2 separate regions of the Gossypium hirsutum genome follow, and region 2 is linked to region 1. Evidence: chromatin contacts called from public Hi-C data. All regions are on one chromosome and are shown on one strand. The core of a region is the stretch at or near the end of the contact, and the rest is flanking DNA. Distances in the headings are between cores, read along the strand shown. Region 1 has its middle 28 kb from the start of LOC121225481. Region 2 holds the start of LOC121203169.

Region 1 (4,607 bases), core at 1,383-3,882:
CTTGTACATGAGTCGGTATCAAATTTATATATGATATTAATATTATATATGTTTGTTAAAATCCGATCATATGAGGTTTACTTTTTATCCAAGTCTATTTATATTTCTAAATCATTAATTAATAGAAAATTAATGGCGATTTTTTAACAAAACTTTATATATATATATATTGTTATGGTATTTCCTGTTACCAACCCGAAACCTGAATATAACTCCGAACTACCAACCCACAACTCGAGTAGATACGGAGGAACCTGGGCCTCATAAGGTAGAGACATTAAGGGCTCGCGAGCCAGGTTCTCATATTCCTGGGTGTTCGTAGGCAAAGGGTGTGAAATCAAGTGAGTGGTTCGATGAACACGTGTTAAGTCTAGAACAGTATACATGTTGACATGCATGGAGCTTACCTAAGACGTCATTTCGATAAACAATAATTGTATATTATAAATATCCGATTCTCCTCACTTAAAGGACACATCAAACAATCAATATATATATAATATAAAAGTTGTTCAAGAATCAAATAAAAAATTAATATCTATAGTTGAGTGGCATTCATTGAGAAGGGATTAATGAGGAATCAGTGGCCATCGTATTGAAGATGTTTTTAGGGTTTAAATTTTCACAAATGATCTGTGATGAAATTAATTGGAAAGGTACAAGATGGCAAATAATATTGAAAAACTAGCCAAGAAGAGTCAAAATGAAAAGGACATTGCATTAAACTACAAAATGTAATAAAAATTGAAAATAATAAAAGATAATTTACAAGTGTATGGCACCAAGGAGGCATGTTTGAAAATTAGAGGTATTTATAAGCTTTGATAAGTAGAGTTTGAATTGATTTTATGTATAATTTTAATATTATATATTTTATCTTGGTTTATTTATATTTATAGTTGATTAATTTAAAATCATTTACGTCCACTCACTTGTAAATTTGCAGGATAACACAATTAAGTCCCACAGACATGGGAAACACCAAAACAGTTCAATTCAAACGACCAATTCCCTATCCTAACAGCTGGGAGTGTCCCATGTAAGTACATATTAATTATGATTGAAAATTAGGGTTTTCTTTTTTCTTTTTTCTTTTGGAGTCGGTCTTCTAAAGAGTTTATAAATACAAATATAAGTGAAATTGAAATATATTTGAATAAGGTGAGACTTGAACTTGGATCATTAAAATCTTAAAGTCTCATCATTGATCGCAATAAATTAAAATTATACAAAAAGATAATTAGATGAATAATATCATAAAAATAATTAAATACATAAAACATTAAATAATTAACTGAGCTTAAATCACAAACTAAAATCTATTTAGACAACTCAATTAAAATAAATCTGAAACTTGAATACAAGACCTCAAAATTTTCAAGAGCCTCATTAATGTAGATTGAAATTAGGGTATCATGTGTCACATAAGTTATGTTTGCTGCTGTCCATATGTTCTAAGCATACTCAAATTTTATATGTTTCTCTATATATGTTTGGAAAGTAATACGCGTCTATTTTCGAATATGTATCAAATAAAAATATTAAATACCAACAATTTAAAAGATTGCATGAAATAGTTACATCAGTACATGTTACTTTTATTCACATCAAGATAATCATTTTAAAAATCGACTGTTTATTATGCATCACCTGTAATAATTAAATAATAAAAATATTTAACCCAATTGTTGTTGTAATAGGTAGTCGATTTTTTTAAAAATAAAATTAAAGTAAAATAATTTATCAGAATGCCATGGTAATTGGTAATGATAAGGTTTAATTTATGTCCCATTTTACACATAGAAGATAAAAATATATATTCCAAATCAATTAATCAAGTATGCATATTTGAATGATTTTTAATTCAGTTGATATTATTATTATTGAAATAATTTAAAATTATATATATGTTTAAAAGTATTTAAATTTGTAATGATTTTTAATTCAGTTGATATTATTATTATTGAAATAATTTAAAATTATATATATGTTTAAAAGTATTTAAATTTGTAATTATTGGTAATGCAATGTGGACAATCCTATATTGGTTGAGGAAAGGCTTTTAAGAGGGTTTAAATATAGTCTTGCCTCTTATTTTTATTGAGCAATTGGGGGTTAAAGGCTAAACACATGTGTGCTGTTGCTTGAATATTGAAGTATTGTCTTTACTTTGGTTTCAAGGCTTATATTTTTTGGTTTGGGTATATTTAATATAATCTTAATATAGATATCCTTCGGATCCTTCAAATTGAAGCAATGACATTACCAATCAATTGAAATACCCCAACACTCCACCTTTGTCATATATACCATACATTACACTAGATAGATATCATATTCATGGAATACGATTCACTTTCAAGATACATTGGTGGTAAAATGGTAGACACGTAAGACTTAAAATCTTGTGAATCCCTTCAAAGCATAAACATTAAAGTTAATATCTTTACTTTAATAATTGAAGAAACCTATGAGTAATTTTAAATAATAATAATAATATAATTTTTTTGACATGATATTCTTTTAATTAGGAAAGCAACTGGAAACTTGGACATTGTATAAGAGAGAACAAAAAAAACCCAAGTAGGCATAGAACATTTCTCCAGGTGAAAGGTGTGGGGTGGGCAAACTTTTGAAGGCTTGAACCATCTTAAAATATGGTGTTGGACCACCCCCACAGGCCCAGCAGCCTGGTTCTTGTAGTACCATAGTCCATTTGTCCTTTGATAAATGTTGAAATTATAATTTGATTTTTCTTTGGTTTAAGGGCATAAAAAGTTTTCAAATTTTTTCAAAAAAAGTAATTAAGTCCATATCTTTTTCACTCAATTGGATACTTGAACTTTCACAATATATCAAAAAGACTCTCAAAATTTTTCAAAAAAAAAAGCAATTAAGCCCCTGCTTTTTTTTTTCCACTCAATTGGATACTTAAACTATCAAAATGCATAAAAAAAGCCCTCAAACTTTTTCAAAAAAGCAATGAAGGCCCTGTTTTTTTTTTTTTGCACTCAATTGTCAAAAAATACATAAAAAAGATCCTTTAATTGTTAACTTTAATGGTTGACTTTTAAAACAAACCGTTCCTAATTTTTTTTCAGTTAAAGTCACACATGTCACAACTACAACGTGACATGTCGCAAAAAAAATGATAAAAATAAAAATCAATAAAAGTTATAAAAGTTATTAAATTTTAATAAAAATATAAGAAATATTTATCTATTATTATTTTAATAAAAGTATAACAAATATTTATTTTTTATTAAAAAATAGAAAAAGATTACAAAAATTGTAAAATTTTATAAAATTCTAAAAAAAATTATAAAATATAGAAAAATATATAAAATTTTATAAAGTCGTAAGAAAATGATTAAAAAATGTAAAGAATTATAAAATTCGTAAAAGAATTATAAAAATTATCATATCAAAAGAAATATTTTTATCTTTTTCGCAATATGTTACGTTGTATTGTGACATGTGATGTCTTTAACTGAAAAAAATAGGGATCATTAACTTTAACAGTTAACGATTAAAGTTAATGGTTAAAGGGTTTTCTGATGCATTTTATAATTTTTTTATAAGATTTTATATTTTTTATGATTTATATATATTTCTAATTTTTAATAATTTTTTATATTTTTATTAAAGTTTAATCACTTTTATTAATTTTTATTTTTCATAATTTTTTTGTCACATGTGACACAGTGGTTGTGATACGAGGTGGTTTTAACTGAAAAAATTAGGGGCAGTTAAATTTAACGGTCAATGGCCTTTTTGATGCATTTTGACAATTGAGTGCAAAAAGAAAATATATGGGCTTAATTGCTCTCTTTTTTTTTGAAAACTTTTGAGGGTCTTTTTAATGTATTTCGACAGTTCAAGTACTCAATTGAGTGTAAAAAAAAAGGTTAATTTTTTTTTTTTAAGTTTGAGTTCCTTTTTAATGCATTTTGAAATATCAAGTACCCAATTGAGTGCAAAAAAAAAGGAGTTTAATTGTTTTTTTTTAATTTTGAGGGATTTTTACACCCTAAAACATTTTTCTTTTCATTATTGTTAACGTTATATTTTAGTTCAAATCACTAATGATTTGTGTGTTTTTTTTTAAATATTTATTTTTTAATATTTTACTATTAACTCTAAATTCTGTTTGTGGAGTCTAAAAACTCCAAATATTTTCTCGTATCATTAAATATTTTTGTTAGTCAACTGATATGAAACTTGAAATTGTGTTTATTGAAATAATTATTTTTCATTAAAAAAATTCAATCCAATCTTGTGATTTGAATTTCATTTTTTCTAATTCCACCTCGGTTGAAGAATGAAATTTTTTAACGATGTTAGTGATATGGAAATAAGACATAACATTTATGATAGAAGAAAGAGCATATTATAGTGAATATATTTTTAATTATTTCTTAACTTTATTAAAATAAAATAAAATATTACAACTAACAACTTATAGATAATGAATATCACACATTTTGAGGCTCGAAGATTTTAATAATATCATCTTGAAGAGTGACACCGTCAACCTATAAAATTTGATTCATTTTCCTCTCCACAGTATCATAGTCATAAACTAAAATAAAAATAATTAAATCTTT
Region 2 (4,607 bases), core at 1,481-3,980, 220 kb after region 1:
TGACAAGTATATATAATGAGTATGTTGTTACTTACATGCTTTCTGGGTATCTTATCGTACGTGGTAACACTACCATAGGACGACGAACCCGTGGAGTAATCGGATAAAGCCGTAGATTCTCTCCTGTAAGTAGTCTTCCTCCTTTCTTGGCTCTGATTATTTTCATTTAAACCTGCTGCCACTGAAGGCTTTCCTCTCTTTGTGTAGACTAAAGCTGAAGCTGCTAATAGACACAACACAAGCAAAGCAAAACCCGTCGTATTCTTCACGAGAAACCGGTCCTCTGGTCCATTGATTGTGGAATCATCTACTGAAATTTGAGAGCTGTAAGTGGAATCTTCCTCAGGGAACATTGTTTCAGCAATGTTGCTCGATTCATCACCCTCAGGGCCCCAAGTTTTGGATATATCATGTTTAATTTCAGTAGCTTTACGGTCCACATTGCACCCTGCATCTAATTGATCATCAAGTTCAATCATCTCAGCTTTGATCTCTTGCTCCGTTGCATCAGTTTCAGCTTCTGGAACCAGATCCGAGCTTTTAAAATCTTCTTCTTCATCATCTTCACCTGCATCGGTTTCTTCTTCCATCTCTTCTTCATCCTCATCTACTGCCTCATTGGCTTCAACCTCTCCCTGATCATTTATTATTACACTGTGATCAAACATGAGACAGTGGTGGTGCCCCTCATCAACCATATGATCCTCATCCTCTAGCAAATGACTCAAGTTAGCATATTCAAAGAGACTGAATTTGTCCCCTTCTCTCGAACTGGAAAGATTTTCAGTGAAAACCTCAAATTTAGCTTTTGCAAAAGCGGTGATTTGAGGTGGCACATGGAATTTTAATAGGCTTAATTCTTCCAATCCACTAGAAGTAAAAGCTGGAGAATTAGCTGCTAGAACTGAAAAGTAAGCAAAGGCCAAAACCATAAGCAAAACAATGAACTTTGATTTAGTGCAAAAACGTTGCTTGGACCTTCTTTTGGCCTCAAAACTCTCTTCAACCGTGGCAGCAGCATCCTCAGATTCTCTCTGGGAACCTTCGGACTCTGTTTCTCCGGTGTCGTAATAGCTTTCCGTTGCTAAGCACTCCTTGAGTTGCTTGCCATCTTGTTCCTGATAAAGCTCGATTCGAGGATTTGGCCTGTAATGAAGAAACTGAGGCCTTGGAGAAAGGTAATTGGTTTGGGGGTCATGAGGAAGCATCAATGGATCTGCATCAAGTGGTGCTAAAATTGAAACTTTAGGACTAATCTCAAAGCTGGGAATCACTTGAACCGAATTGGCATTGCCTTCCAAAGGCTCCTTACATTCATTATCTTCCATGATCATGCTTTTAACATCAGAAAATGAAACCTTCTTCGGCTTCAAAGCAATCTCCGATGTTGATTCATTATGTTGCATGATTAGACTTTTGACATCAGAGAATGAAACAGAAGATCGAGCCAGCTCGTTTCTCTCTACCAAGATTTTCTTTCTAGGTGACGCATTGATCTTCGAAGCAGCCGAGATTGTCGGTGCCATGAAATTCTTTTTACCCTTTGAAACAGCTGGTGATCTGAGTCTTGTTGGTTTTGGATTTTGGTCTATATAATTCTCCTTGTTGGGATCACGCAAAGAAGCTACACTTTCTCTGTCAGTTGAATGCCTTCGAGAAAAATCTAGAAAAGGAAAATGATAAAAAGTACAAATACAAATATCAGAACCATAATTCTTACTGTTTGGTTGCTAGGAAAATCTCTCACCATTGCAAATAAATAAAAGCAACATTCAGTACTTGCAAGTTTGCAACTTTTATCAACTTGGTCTGTAGACCTTTTTTAGTCTGTCTTTGAATTTGAATTTTTACAAACAATTTAATTTTTTAACACCTTTAAAGTCATGTTATCACCCGATTTTTTTAAAAATATATAATTTTTAAAGATTATTTTATTTATCTTAAAACCTTCAGATCATGACATAATATAATCTTAAAATGTGATATTATCACCTCTTAACGAGGTTAAAAAAATTAAATTAATTTATGAAATTCAAGTTAGGAAATTAAATCCCACTAACCAATAATGATTTAAACTTACAATGATAAACCTGGAAAATTGAAATTTCTAAAACAATTCAAACTCAAGTGTGAATGTTCATTTTCTACCCAAACAAGCAGATCATTATTTTCTAACAAAACTAACATAAGACGAAACAAAAACACGAACCCAAATTTCCTTTTCGATATTCCCTTTAGAACCCAGATTAATGTCTCAAATTTTCTTTACATTTGTTTCATACCCTTAATTCCTTTTGCCAGAAACAGATAATTAAAACTCTAAAAAGAACGAATAGAAGAGTGAAAGAAAATGGAACCTGAAGGGCTATTAGCCGGAGTGTTGAGGTTAAATGCTTTGGGATTTGTGATAACAGCCGGCATTGTAAAAGGGCTTCCATTGAAACTTCTCCTTGTGGGATCGCAGAGTTCGGATTTTCTCATATTAGCGTTCGTTCTACATGGAATCGACGATGAAGAAGTTCTGGAAAGTGATGTCATTATTGAAAATTTTTGTTTGCTTTGTTTCGTTTATTGTTAGTTTGATTGAATGTGATGCGGGTTTAGGGTTTTAGAATGGAAAACAACAAAATCTTGGATGGTAATGGTAAAAGATTGTGATTGGGGAAATGTGAAAGAAAATTTGATGAGCGGATGGATGGGTAATGTAAAAATGGAACACAACGGCTAGTTTGTTTCAAAAGCAGAGATTCTGATTCTGGGATTTTGAGTTTTGACCGTTGGAATTTGAAAAGGTCTTGGAACGAAAGTGAACCGTTCGATTCATTGTTTCTGCTGCCGTTTGATACCGCTGGTTCTACATCGTCATTGTCTTTACGGTAAATTCCAGTCACTCAACTATAAAAAATTTTTATTTTAAGTATTTAAAATAAAAAAATTTACAATTTAAACAATCTCATTTTTTTCTGATTGAGTCTTAGCTCAATTGGCATCAGTATTGTTGCCAATACAAAAGCACATGGGTTCAAGTGCACTGAAACACATTATCCTCTTATTTAAGAATTATGGAGAATTATAGATAATTCTAAACATTATATTAAAAAATAAATATTAAGAATCATGATGTTACACTCACGTGAAATGAAGTAAATAAAAAAATCACTTTTTTTGTCACTTTCCTTTAAGATAACCTGTCACTAACCTTTTTTGAACGCACTAACTTTTTTTATTTGAGTTAATATTTATCTATTTAAATTAAATGTTGACTGCTAATTTTTACTATATTTCTATATTATTATTTTCCCATTTCAAGGTATTCCATAAATGCAATTGTACCATTACCACATAATTTTCAATTTTTGAGATTTTATATTGATATTTTTTAAAATAAAAAGTCATTTAAACTTTTCTTTTTCATATTTTTCTTTCTTGAGTTCTTTAAAATTCTCCATATTTAGTTCTTGTTTTAGCCGATTAAGTCTTAGCTCGATTGGCATGAGTATTATTGTCAATACAGGAGGATGTGGATTCGAGTGCGTTAAAGTGTATTATCCTCTTATTAATAGGTTGGGGAGGGGTTATGAGTAGTTCTAGACATTATGTCAAAAAGAGTAGATATTATCATAACTTATAATGAGATTATTCAAAAAAAAAAGTTCATGTTTGTGTTTAGTTTTCTTTTCCTAGGTTTTTTAATCTACTGATGGTGACACTGATAAGCTAAGAAAACAAGAACCACTTATGAATCAGGCATCGGTCATAGGCTCTCCCATTTATTTATTTTTTTTCTTTTTCAACGATTTCTTTTCATTTTCACCTATTTTGTTTTTAAAAGTTACCACCGTTGTTGCTTCATACACGGCGACACCTATTAAAAAATTATTTTTTGGTTGATTTCAACTGACATGATTTTTTAAAAAAATTGACCAATGTTGTCTAACACACATACGACACCCATTAAAAAATACTCTCATTTTTTATAAGTATTTCAAAAAATATATACAGGTATCGCCTGACACAATGATGGCATCAAAATTTTTTTTTTAAATCTAACGATTGGATGATAATTAAGAGGACAAGGGGTGGTACCACTAGTATGTCAAGCGACACCGACGAATACAAACCGTTTTTGTAAATAAATTTTTCATTTTAACACATTTTCGTAAATAATTAATATTTTTATATTATTAAAAAAAAGCGAATATAAATCCATAGGACTGTGTAAAAGGCTAAAACATGCTTTTGGCACAAAATTTGAGTGGATTGCATAAATCACATGTAGATGTGACTTCTCTGAAATTTCTACATGGAAGGTGGATTCATTCACTCATTCTAACACGTTAAACATGCCTGCCTAACTTTCCATGTCACCATCTTTAAATTTTGGGTCAATTATTAAACAAAAAATCTTCCAACGACTTAGTTTATTTATCCATTTGGTTATTAAATTTTTTAAAAGTTTATTGCTTTATTTACTAAAGTATTAATTAATAATAATTTAAAAATTATAAAAAATGATTGAGTTTTAATTTAATTAATATTAACGTTATTATTAATATATAAGAATGTGAATTTAAGCACGTTTAAGTGTTTATTATCATATATTTCTA

The links. Hi-C and Micro-C count contacts between places; a contact is called where the count stands out from the background.
Region 2: a contact with region 1 is called in a Hi-C map of leaf, with 2.1 times the contacts expected there. The contact joins the promoter of LOC121203169 here to the enhancer-like site in region 1. A contact is called at or near these places in 5 of 34 Hi-C or Micro-C datasets (callus, leaf and petal).

What each region holds. Positions count from the first base shown.
Region 1 is chrD13:5,505,464-5,510,070 of Gossypium_hirsutum_v2.1, forward strand. No RefSeq gene overlaps it. Among protein-coding and RNA genes, the nearest start is that of LOC121225481, 28 kb to the right of the region's middle. Within about 2 kb of position 2,633, at least 2 of the 9 cell types and tissues checked have an H3K27ac peak or open chromatin away from gene starts, as enhancers often do. A contact at or near this core is called in leaf, where this site is marked.
Region 2 is chrD13:5,721,642-5,726,248 of Gossypium_hirsutum_v2.1, forward strand. LOC121203169 reads right to left here and starts at 2,731. Exons shown (of 3, transcript XM_041110105.1): 1 at 2,358-2,731; 2 at 36-1,663. The coding sequence starts at 2,538.